Linked DNA regions of Sus scrofa: region 1 is linked to region 2. The links are chromatin contacts, called in public Hi-C maps. All regions are on one chromosome and are shown on one strand. The core of a region is the stretch at or near the end of the contact, and the rest is flanking DNA. Distances in the headings are between cores, read along the strand shown. Region 1 holds the start of FNBP1 (formin-binding protein 1). Region 2 overlaps FNBP1 (formin-binding protein 1).

Region 1 (2,829 bases), core at 167-2,666, 49 kb after region 2:
CCGCGGGGAGGCACTTTCCAGTTCATCATGGGAAATGTCTCATCTTGAGAACATTTCGGGGCAATAACTGAGATTTCATCTACTCCTCCCTCTGGACACTGCTCTGCCCCATTCCTTGCCCAGTGATTTCCTCAGGAATCCAGAGGAAGGCAGGGAAATCAGCTCCATTCCACAAGCCACAGCCTCTCTTCCCCAAGGATGATGGCCTTGGCATCCTCTGCTCGCCCTGGTGCGGGGAGTGCATCTACTTGTTTATCCACCCGCAGCCCAGGTTAAGGAACCCCGCGGGGCGCTCCTCCGCGCCAGCCTACCCCATTTTGGACGCTCTCCTCCCAGCAGCTAAAAAATGGAAAATTTACCCCGTGAATGCCCCTTCCGAAAGGTGATAACACAAGATCTCCCTCTAACTCCGACTACTCTCCCCTCTCCAGGCCAAACGCCGCAGTCCCCACATCAAATCCAGGATCTGAGCGGCCCCTCAAAGAACCACAAGTGCACCCCAAACCATCACAGGTCAAAAGTCCTCGCCACCAAAGGGGAGACACCAGTCGCTCGTCCCTGCGCCCCCAAACCCAAGACCTCGCACCCAGACCCGCCAGGGCCGCCCCGCCCCCCCGGGGGAGCGCCCGACCCGCCAGCACCTCCACGGAGAGAAAGCAGCCCTCGGATTTCGGCGCTGGGCGCCCAGTGCCCAGCGCAGTCCTGAAAATCCCCGGGCCTCCACGCCCCCCATCGAGGTCGGTCCGCGGCGCGTCGGTTACTCGCTCCGGGGGATTAAGGCTCTTCCCGATACACACCCCTGGCCTCGGGGCGCCAGAGAGACGGAGTCCTGCCGGCGCCCCCGCTCAGGCCGCAGGGGCACCCAGATGCGCGCCCCGCGCTCGAGCAGCAGGGGACCCACACCAGCGCCCCGCACCTCCGAAGGGCGAATCTGGCTCGCACCCCTTGCTCGAGCCAAGGCCGACGAGAGGCACCCGGTCCCGCGCTTCCCCCCAGGCCGCGGGGACCCCGACCAGCGCGCGGTCGCCCCCACCCGGGCAGCCGGGCCCGCGCCCCCAGCCCAGGCGCGCCAGGCACCTTCCCTCGCCGCCCGGCGGGCCCAGCCCCTCACTCACCCAGAGCTCGGTGCCCCAGCTCATGGTGCAGGGGGCGGGAAGGGGCGCGCCGCGCGGCAGGCGCGGCTCTCCGGTCCCGCTCCCCGGCGATCCCTTCGCCCCTGGAGATCCCCGCGATCGAGGAAAGCCCGTGCCCGCGCCGCCGCCGCCTCCTCCGGCTCGCCGCTCCTCGGCTCGGGTCTCCTCGGCGGCTCCTCCTCCCCGTCTCTCCTCAGCAAAATGGCCCGAGGAAGCAGCAGCCGCGGTCGCCGCAGCGCCCGCCCGCCCTACACCGGGAGAGCGAGGGGAGGGGGAGGGGGAGGGGAGGGAGGGGCGGCCGGGGCGGGGCTGCGCGCCGGGGGCGGGGCCGGCCTGACAGCTCGCGCACGCGCGCGCCCCGCCCCCGCCCCCGGCCCAGCCTCCCTCCGGGCGCCCTCCGCCCCGCCCGCGTAGCCCGGGGGTCCGGAAGGCCTCGGAGGGAGGTGGGAGGGCTGCCGGGACCTGGGACCCCGGGGCTCCCCCCGCCGGGTTTTGTTCATTATTATTGCTTATTAGCAGCCACCCTCTTGCTCCTAGGACAACCACCCGCCTTTGAACGTAGCCGGCCCCTGTTATTAAGGGTGCTCTGCCGAGGCCTGAGGTTGCTCCCCTGCGTCGAGGGCCGCTTTGGATTTAAGGACAATACTTTTCCCTGGCAGCCATTTACACCGACCAGAGTTCGCTCGGGATGGTCTTTGCCCCCGCCTGGGAACCGTGGAGGCCCGAGGAGCCCTGCAGCCTTGCGCGGTGGGAGTGGGGCCTGGGAGTGGGGCGATGTCTGTGCTGCACAGAGAGGGATGTCGAGGCAAAGAGCGACCCAGCCGCTTCGAGTGGCCAGGGAAGGGATCCAGGGGCGCGGAACCGGTGATTTCTAATCTCCGAAACCAGTGATTTCCAACTTGTTCTGCCAAGAAACTCTCAGACTCAGACGTGAAATCACGTTGCCACTTAGTGGGTAAAAGGAAAGGCGCTGGGTCCACAGATAATGTGTTTGGTTCCAATCCAGCCTCCGGCACTTACTGGCTGGATGGCCTCGGGCAATGCCTCCACCTCTCCTGAAAGCTCAGATGGACGGAATGACAGAGCCATGTCACTGTGTGGTGACAAGGATCAAGGAAAGAGCACCTGATACCTGGCCCGTGGTTGGTAAGCTGAGAGCTAATTTCTAGGGAGGTACTGACTCCCTTTCTCCGTATCCCGAGGGTCCACACATTATTACATTCCCCACAAGCTATGGAGAACTGGGTTCCAACTCCTTCCTCTGAATCCGTAGGCCCTTTCTCCCCAGTTTTCTTTCTCCCACAGCCAATGCTACCAACTTTTCTGAATAACCGTCGACTCTAAACTGGGCCCCATTTTAGAAATATTTCACGGGGATGCTTCTCTTCAATCCCACCACCCTCAGACTCGGCTAGCTTGTCATACTCCAGGAGAGAGTGGAGCAAGGGTGGTTTTCCTCCTCTTGCAGATAAACCAAGTCGGCTTCCTTTGTTGGACAGAATTACAATCAATTTAAACTGTCAGAACTGTTTTGGTCTGTCTTTTTTCAGTTACAAGTTCCCTCCACCCCTCATTTTTAGTGTGTGTGTTTACATATTTTGTTCTTACAGTTACCAGGTCTGGGAAATCTACTCCAAGCCTGTTAGATATATGTAACCATCAGAATCATCAACCAGAGTTCCCGTCGTGGTTCAGT
Region 2 (2,952 bases), core at 321-2,820:
CTGGGTCTATACTTTATAGCCCCAAATTGGAAACAAGAAATAATCTAGTGACAGCAGATTGGTCAAAACTGTGATTGGAGTGGAGGAGCAATGAGATCCTGCTGTATAGCACTGGGAACCATACCCAGTCACTTGTGATGGAGCACGATGGAGGATGATGCGAGGAAAAGAATATATGTGTGTGTGTGACTGGGTCACTTTGCCGTACCATAGACAATTGACGGAGCACTGTAAACCAACTATAATGGAAAAAATAAAAATCATTTAAAAAAACAGTGATACATTCATACACCAAAATATTAAACACCAATGAAAAGTACCAGCAAATGCAACAATAGTGAATCCCACAGACATAATGAGGAACAAAGGAAGCCAAATACAAACAGTGCATAATAAATGCTCACATTCGTTAAGGTTTAAAAACAGGCACGACTAATCCAGGCTGTCAGAGATCGGAAGAGTGGTCAAACCCTGGAAAAGGCCCTGAGGCTGGTAACTTGCTGTTTCTAGACCTGGGTGCTGGTCCTATGGTCGTATTCCCTCTGAAAATTTGTGGCACTGTACACGAGATCGGTGAACTTTTCTGTATGTATGTAATATTTCTTTTTTCTTTTTTTTTTTTTTTTTTTTTTGGCTACACCCATGGCATTAAAAAACTCCCTGGCCAGGGATCGAACCTGTGCCACAGCAGCGACCCAAGATGCTGCAGCGGCAATGCCAGATCCTTAACCAATTGCGCCACAAGAGCACTCCTACGTTATATTTCAAATTGATAAGTAACACACAGGGAAATCTATTCAGTACTCTGTGATAGCCTATATAGGGAAAGAATCTGAAAAAGAAGGGAGATATATATATAACTGATTCACGTTGCTCTATACCTGCAACGAACACAACATTGTAAATCAACTACACTCCAATAAAAGTTAATTTTTAAGATGTTTTCTGAAAAAAACAAAAAAGCTGCTCCAAAATGCAGCAGGGATCCTTTCAAGAAACCAGATTCTAAAAGCATAACTTGATTTGTAGGCTTACTGTCCTAGGAAAATTAATTTTTTATATTTAAAAACAATTGTTTTTATTGAAGAATAAGCTGATGTGAAAGAAGAAATAGTTCAAGGATTATGCATTTATACTACAAAATGAGAATATTGAATTATCCTTACATCCATTCTGCAGTTAACAGCCAGTCTTTCTCAGTATCAACTTACCTGAGTTGCTTTGCATAGCTGAGTTCAATCTCTGTCCTTTCCTTTACGAATTTGATGTATTTCTCAAGAATATCAATTCCCCACTGTGTGTGTTTTTCTAAGTTGTCAAATTGATCCTGTTAAAAAAAAAAAAGGTGGAGGAGAGCTTGTAATCTTTCTCTGTGATTAGCATAACTCCAACGAACAAGTCTCTCAACAATATATCAGTACCTAGAAAGCAGTTCTAACATTTTTCATGATTTCAACATTACCAAATTTGGTTTGAAAACTGCCTGAGCTATTGACCTCTGACTCGTCCGTTCACGTTCCCTATTCCTGTTAGAAACGTGGTGTTTGGATACAGCTGATGTCCTGACGCAAAGCCAAGTGTCCTCTCCAAGACACCACGGACCGCGAGGTAGAACACACACCCGCGACAACTCAGTCAGCACCTTACCCGTTATCTGAGTTAGCATTCAAGTAAGCTCCCTGAAATCAGAGGCGAGGAACGAGGAGGGAGAAGGGTTACAAAATACCTGCTTTCCTCAAACAAATAAAATGACTCATGACTTTTATTCCAACCTCTGAACAGGCATCAAGCCTACACTTTGTGCCAAGAATGGTGCTTAGGGCTGGGGAACCAAAAAGAAGAGAAATATAATCCTGATGTGTGCAGTGCCTGGAGATTCCTGGTCTGGAAGAATGAGAGCAGGAAGGCAAAGACGGTCCAGGAATCTGGTGGAATGGCCTGGTGGTGGGTGATGGATCTAGAGGGTCCTGGCCTCATCATGCCGAGCCAGGGTGCCTAGACCCTGGCAGGCACAAGTGAGCCACTGAAGGGCTTGGCAAGGGAGTGGCACAACCATAGCTATGTTTAACATCACCAGCAGCTGGAAGTCAGGGGTGTTCAACAGACCAAAGGAGGGGAAGTGGGAACAGAAGGAAGGATGTGACCGACCACGATCAGGTAGAATCAGCTAGTCTTTGTGACTGATTAAATGGGAGGCTGGAAGGGATGTGAAGGAGAGGAGGGTTCGAGGGCAACTCCCTGGCTCTGCGTCCCGTGAGCACCCTGGCGGAGGGAAGGGGCAGCAGTTTGGGTGACGTGACATGTTGAGCGAGGGAGTGACATGTCCAGAATCGAGTTGGAAGCACAGACCTACTCAGAGGTCACGGATGGAGGCTGGTGAGCTGGTGGATCTGAAGGACGAGCCTAGGACCAGAAGCCAAAGGTGAAGAGAGGCTTAGCACGACTTCGGGGAAGAGAATTGGCAGAGGTGGACGGGTGGCTCCTGAAGGGTAATGGCAATGAATAGAGGATGAGGGTTCTAGCCCAGCTCTGGGACTAGAGAAAGGCCACCAAACACCTCAAGGTTTTAGTCAATTGCCTGCAACATGAAGACAGAAGCCCTGCCTAATATCACCAAACTGTCATTAGGATCATGTAAAATGAAAAAGTGCCAGATCAAATATAAAAACAAAGCCATATACGTGGAATCCTAAAAAAATGAAAAAAGAAGGCAGTTCCCTAGTGGCCTAATGATTAAGGATTCGGTGTTGTCACTCCTGTGGCTCTCATTTGATCCCTGGCCTGCGAACGTCTGCATGAACTTATTTACAAAACAGAAATAGGCGCACAGACATAGAAAACAAACTTACGGTCACCAATGGGGGAGGGATAAATTAGGGTTTGGAATTAATATAGACGCTTTACCAAATATAAAGCAGATTACCAGCAAGGACTCCTGTGTAGCACAGGGAA

The links. A called contact is a pair of places that touch in the nucleus more often than the background predicts.
Region 1: a Hi-C map of liver shows a contact between it and region 2, with 1.4 times the contacts expected there. The contact joins the promoter of FNBP1 here to the enhancer-like site in region 2. A contact is called at or near these places in 2 of 5 promoter capture datasets (both in liver), 3 of 47 Hi-C or Micro-C datasets (liver and skeletal muscle) and 1 of 2 datasets of contacts at active chromatin or transcription factors (alveolar macrophages).

The regions. Positions count from the first base shown.
Region 1 is chr1:270,178,796-270,181,624 of Sscrofa11.1, forward strand. It overlaps FNBP1 (formin-binding protein 1), which reads right to left and starts at 1,417. Exons shown (of 18, transcript XM_021070148.1): 1 at 1,116-1,417. The coding sequence starts at 1,139. It overlaps LOC110256408 (a long non-coding RNA gene), which reads left to right and starts at 1,510. Exons shown (of 2, transcript XR_002337858.1): 1 at 1,510-2,279.
Region 2 is chr1:270,130,006-270,132,957 of Sscrofa11.1, forward strand. FNBP1 (formin-binding protein 1) reads right to left here. Exons shown (of 18, transcript XM_021070148.1): 2 at 1,212-1,327. Among named protein-coding and RNA genes, the nearest start is that of FNBP1, 49 kb to the right of the region's middle. Within about 2 kb of position 1,571, at least 5 of the 83 cell types and tissues checked have an H3K27ac peak or open chromatin away from gene starts, as enhancers often do. A contact at or near this core is called in liver, where this site is marked.